Regions from separate parts of the Sus scrofa genome. Here region 2 is linked to region 1. Evidence: chromatin contacts called from public HiChIP or PLAC-seq data. All regions are on one chromosome and are shown on one strand. Each heading gives the region's core, a stretch centred on a gene start, on an enhancer-like site or on the middle of the called end of the contact. The rest is flanking DNA. Distances are from core to core; before and after follow the strand shown.

Region 1 (2,566 bases), core at 19-2,518:
AACTCGGGCATATTTCACCAATGGAAGGAAAGTCCCCCAGACGGTTCCAACAGACAGAGGAATGGACTGAATTTAGGAACAAGGCAGTAATTTTATGTCGCCCTGCAGGGCTAGAAGAATTTGTGACCAGTTACTGGAGGGGAGAAAGGGATGAAAAATACACTTGAAGACACACTAAATAAGAGTTTTACAAGACCATAGAGACCGGCACAGAATGTGTGTAATTGGAAGTACAAATAAACCCGGGTGTTGAAGACAAATTAGAAGCCCCAAGGGTTCCTATATGGGCTTTACCTGGCAGAGGGTGACAACCGAGTTTGGCACATGCTGAGTATGTTGGGAAATAATAATATCTAGAGATCTGTACCACATCTGTGTAACATATGTACAACCCACGGGCGCTGGCGAGGCTGGGAAGAGTCTGTGACTTAACGCCGGGAAACTGACTGTCAGGAAGGCCGGGTTCGGTCAGATCAACGAGAGAAGGCCCAGAGCTGAGAGTCCACAAGGCCCGGCTCAGGGAAGGGAAGAGGGTGGTCCCGGCCCCAGACAGAAGGTGGGGATGCCAGCAGAGGGCGGGGTCCCCGCAGGAGGCGTCCCCAGAGGCTGGGCAGCAGCCAGGCCCGACAGCCAAGCAGCCTGGGGAATCTAGGGTCGGGGCGTCCCCTTGGGCGATGGGACGGGGAGGAATGAGAAGGCGGGGGGGCCTGTCACAGACTCTGCTGGGCGGCCCCCGAGGGCCGGGTCCCCCCACCCCGCCCGCTGCTCACCTGGGCACGCAGCTGGACGAGCTCCGGTCCACCTCCCAGGTGGCGTACAGGTTCATCTGCACGGGGGCGGGGGTGCGGCCTGGCCCCGGGCCGCCGGCGGGCGCGGAGCCCGAGGCCACCGCGACGGCCATGGAGGTGGAGGTGGACGAGGACGAGGAGGAGGCGGCCGCTGCCGAGGTGGACGAGGACGACGAGGTGGCCTGGGCCAGCTTGGGGGGCGTCGGCTGCTGCGGCGCTGGCTGCTGCTGCGGCGGCTGCTGCGGCGGGGACTGGGCGACCCCAGAGCCCCGCTGGCCGCTGCCGCCCCCGGCGCCTCCGGGACCACCGCCCGCCCCTCCGCGTTCCGCCATGGCCCGGCCGGAGGTGGGGAGGCGCGGGGGTTACGGGGATCGAGGTGACGCCGAGCGGACGCCCAGGCTTCTCCCGCGGCGGCGGCGGCGGCGGCGGCGGGGGCTCGACTCGTCTGCTCGGCCCGCCCGAGCGCGCGAGCGAGAGGCTGCACGCACGCGCGGGGCCTCGCGGCGCGCGGTCCTCGCGCTCGCCCGCCGCTGCCTGTTGCGGCTCGCGCCGCCGAGACACTGGGTGGGCGTGTCCGGGGCGGGGGGCGGGGAGCCCTGGCCCGCGCCGGCCCCACCCAGCGCCGAGGGGCGGGGCCGCGCTCGCGCCCGCGCCCCCGGCGGGCCCAGGAGCGCGCGCCCCTCGCTCCTCTGGAGGAGGGCGGGAGGCTGGGGCCCACAAACGGCACGTCTTTTTGAATTCGCGGCCCGGCGGCAGCCAGCCGACCCCTCTCCCCTACCCCGCGGCCCTTTTGGCGTTGGCGGCGGCAGCTGAGCCAGCGGAAACCCCGCTTTTCCGGGGCGCGGCCCCGGCCGGGAGGGCGCTGCCGCGGGGGCGCGCTTCATCCCCTTGGGTCTGTGGACCTGAAGCTGAACCCGCCGCCCACCCAAGCCCGTCTAGTGACCGCCGACCTGACCCCGGCCCTGCAGCCCCGAGGCTTCTTCGCCACGACCAGCAAGGGAGCGATGGAGACCCGGGGGCCGGCTGGCCGCCTGCGTGCCGGGCAGTTTCCGCCCCCCTGCTTCTCCCCAGTGTGGGCAGGGGCTCAAGGACCCAGTCCAAAAGGCCTTGGCAAGGGTGAATTATAAAGTTCTGATCCATCTGGAGCCAGCCCTTTCTTTTCTGTCCCTAATGTCCCCCTCCCTCAAAGAACCATTTAGAGTCCCAAGCCCCCATCTCTGCCCTCAATTTCCTTTACTTGGAATGTGTTTCTGCTTCATCACTTACTAAATTTCTAAAAAGGCCTTGCTCAACTGCCTCATCCTCCCCGGAGTCACCCACACTCCCCACTCCTGAAACTGTCATGAAGCCTCCAGCTCCGCAACACCTCTGGTGCAGTGGCAGAGTGACTCTCTCCCACCAGCACTTGCCAAATGCCTGGTGGACCCACTGTTCCAATTTAGTCTAGCCTGTCAGAAAGACTTCTCAGGACAGGGGCCCTAAAACCTGGGAATGTTAGTCCCCCCACCACTACCCCGGCCCCCACCAAAACCTGGAGACTGACTGACAAAACCACCCAGGGGCTCACACGTGCTCAGGAAAATCTAGATTGTGGGCTGTCTTCTCTCCCAGGTAAGGACTTAGACCTCCTTGGCCACAGGGTCTATCAGGAAGGCCCGACCTGGCCTACTTCCCGAGCCCACTGGGCTTCCTCAGCCCAGCCAGGGCGCTAAGCTGGCTATTTTTAGTCCCCAAGGACACAGTGGTAAGGTCAAACCAGACCTAAAAGTCCTTCCCCC
Region 2 (2,566 bases), core at 29-2,528, 340 kb after region 1:
TGGGGCAGGAGATGTGTGGGTAACCCACTAGGGGTGCAGGCACCTGCTGGCGGGTCTTTGTGCATCACCCAGTGACTGTGTGGGGCTGGGCTAGGAGGGGGCGGAGGCAGAGGCCCCAGGCATCCCTCGGCTAAAGCTCCAGAACCAAGCAGGGACAAAGCCTCCGAAGCTGAGTGTCTCCTCCCTTGGTTTCTCCTGGACAAGGTCCTGACGCTAACCCTAAAGTTCTGTTCTCTCATCTCTAAAACGGGGTTAACCATTCCTGCTGCCCCCCAGCACTGCTGGGAGACTGAAAGGAAGGTGAATCGAGCGCAGCTGGCCATGTGTTAGTGTGAGGTGGCAGAGGCAGGCCCTGGCTCCAAGTGCCCAGCTCCTGGGCCTGGACTGTGGTGTGGGTGAAGTGTGTGTGATAGGGGCGAGAGAGGACATGTGCGAGGGGGGTCTGGGCAGGGCCCCACTCCGGGTGGGCTGAGCTCTGTGTAGCTGTGCGGGCATGGCCTGTGGGCTGCCTCTTGTTCTGGCACAGTGCCAGGCTCTGGCCCTGCCTTAGGGGGTGTTCTTGGGCTCTGCCCCCCACCCGGCAGCTTCACACAGGGTCCATTGAGGCCGGGACATTCCTCGCGGCCTGTGTCACTGGGAGGAGGGGGCCGGCCGGCTCCCACAGATCCGGAAGGCCTGGCTGCCCCAGGAGGAGGCGCTGGACGCTTCCCAGCACATCTGGAGGTCATGACCCCACTTGTGCTGCCAGGGGCCGCGACAGATGTTTCCTCCCAGGCCAGGCCCGCGGTTGGGGGGCAATGTGCAAAGGCTGGGTAGGAGGCCGCCCAGGCAGAAGGGGAGCCCCAGGATAGGGGGAACCCGGCACACAGTCGGCAGGCAGCAGGGCAGTCGCCAGCGCCGCTGAGAGGGAGTCGGGAACCTTCGCATCCACTCACCCGCACGCACGCCGGTGGGGGCCGGGGCCATCGGGCAAGAGGGTGGGGGTGGGGCGCTGGTCAGAGGCAGGGGACTGGACTTGCTGACTTGGGACTGGAGCCCAGCGGGAGATTGGGAGGGTGCAACAGCGAACGAGGAGAGGACCCCCACCCACCCTCCACCTGGGTCCACACCAGGCCACTTCCTTCCCTGTCTGGCCCGACCACCGTGCCTCCGCACCCCCGCTCCCGCCGGTACCTCTGGGGCTCCCGCCCGGCCGCCTCCTCCCGCGCTGGGGTCCCGCTGCCTGCTCTCCCGCTACCGCTCCGGGCGCCGGCTCCGCCTGGGGGCGGGGCTATGCCGGGGGCGGGGCCGGCCCGGAGGGGCGGGGCGGGCCCGCGCCGGCCGCGGCGGGAAGCGCAGCGGGGCGGGCGGGGACTGCAGGCTTGGCCGTGGTCAGCCCCGCGCGGGGTTTGAGCGCCTGCCCTGAGACAGGCCCAGCCCAGCGAACTGTCCGACCTCAGCCCTCGGCTGAGAAACCGGAACAAGTGTACCTGCCTCCCTAACCGACTTGGGGCGAGGACACCGAAGGGTTCAGCTCCTGCCTGACACACAGCAAGGGCTCAGCAGGCGCCACTACTCACGAGCACCGGGTCCTGCTCTGCACACGCGCGCTCGTGTACCCTTAGAACCCAGGGGTCAACTATGTTATACTGAAGAAACTGAGGTTCAGAGAAAGGCTCTGGCCAGGGTCAAGGCTGGTAAGCGTAGGAACTGCAACTCTTTGGACGTTTCATGCTGAGACATGGAATGCAAACTTCAGATCAAGGCTTGAAAAGGGAACAGGCTCCTGAGGGAAAGGATCCCGTCCTACTTGAACCTCACCTCACCTTGGTCTAACCTTGACCCTGTCATAACCCAGACCCACATCCCTCATGCCCTCTTCTGTGCTCATCTACCCTGACCTAGCCAGCTCTTCTCCCCTCCACCCAAACGTCCCCAGATAGAAGAAACTGCCAACCAAAATCAAAAATAGTGTTATTAATTCTGGTGTCTCCGAAGCACGAAAAAAAAAAAGAAAGAAAAAAAAAAAAAAAAGAAACCTTCCCTTCCCACATATCAGCCCCAAGTCCAGGTCAGGGGGCTACCCCTGCAGGCAGTGCAAGCCAAGGCAGTCCTGGCCATGGGCTTGAAGGGGGACCAGCCCATGGGTTTGGCTCTTGGGCCTGGCTGGGAGGCTGCCTGCCTTTGGGAGCCCAGGCCCTGGATTAGGGATGAGAGATCAGGGGTCAAGGTCAGAAGTCTGGGCTACTCAGTTCTGGTGCTCTGGCTAAGGCAGCCAGAGGTCAGGGTTCACATGTGGGAGTCAAAGCCACTCAGTTCTGTGGTCCAGTAGAGAGACCCAAAGGCCAGGGGTCCAAGTTACTGAATCCAGGGCGAGGACCCAGCGGGAACCGGGCCACTCAGTACTGATGCTCCAGCAGGGGCTGGGCAGCTGGGCTCTCCTGCTCCTCAGCAGGCGCAGGCCAGTCGCCCAGGGCCCCCGTGGGCGTGCCACTCTCAGCAGCACTGCCATCCAGGCAAGGAAAGTCCTGTGCGGCTCTGGAGGGCGAGGCGTCGGTGTTGATATCCGGGCTGAGGCTGAGGTCTA

What was found. HiChIP or PLAC-seq counts read pairs in DNA pulled down with a chosen protein or histone mark.
Region 2: an H3K27ac HiChIP or PLAC-seq map of alveolar macrophages shows a contact between it and region 1. The contact joins the promoter of SIPA1 here to the promoter of PACS1 in region 1. A contact is called at or near these places in 1 of 5 promoter capture datasets (fetal liver) and 1 of 2 datasets of contacts at active chromatin or transcription factors (alveolar macrophages).

Annotation. Positions count from the first base shown.
Region 1 is chr2:6,276,041-6,278,606 of Sscrofa11.1, forward strand. PACS1 (phosphofurin acidic cluster sorting protein 1) reads right to left here and starts at 1,269. Exons shown (of 25, transcript XM_021082811.1): 1 at 771-1,269. The coding sequence starts at 1,120.
Region 2 is chr2:6,617,278-6,619,843 of Sscrofa11.1, forward strand. SIPA1 (signal-induced proliferation-associated protein 1) reads right to left here and starts at 1,279. Exons shown (of 16, transcript XM_021082850.1): 1 at 1,174-1,279. PCNX3 (pecanex-like protein 3) reads right to left here. Exons shown (of 34, transcript XM_021082830.1): 34 at 1,936-2,566. The coding sequence ends at 2,379.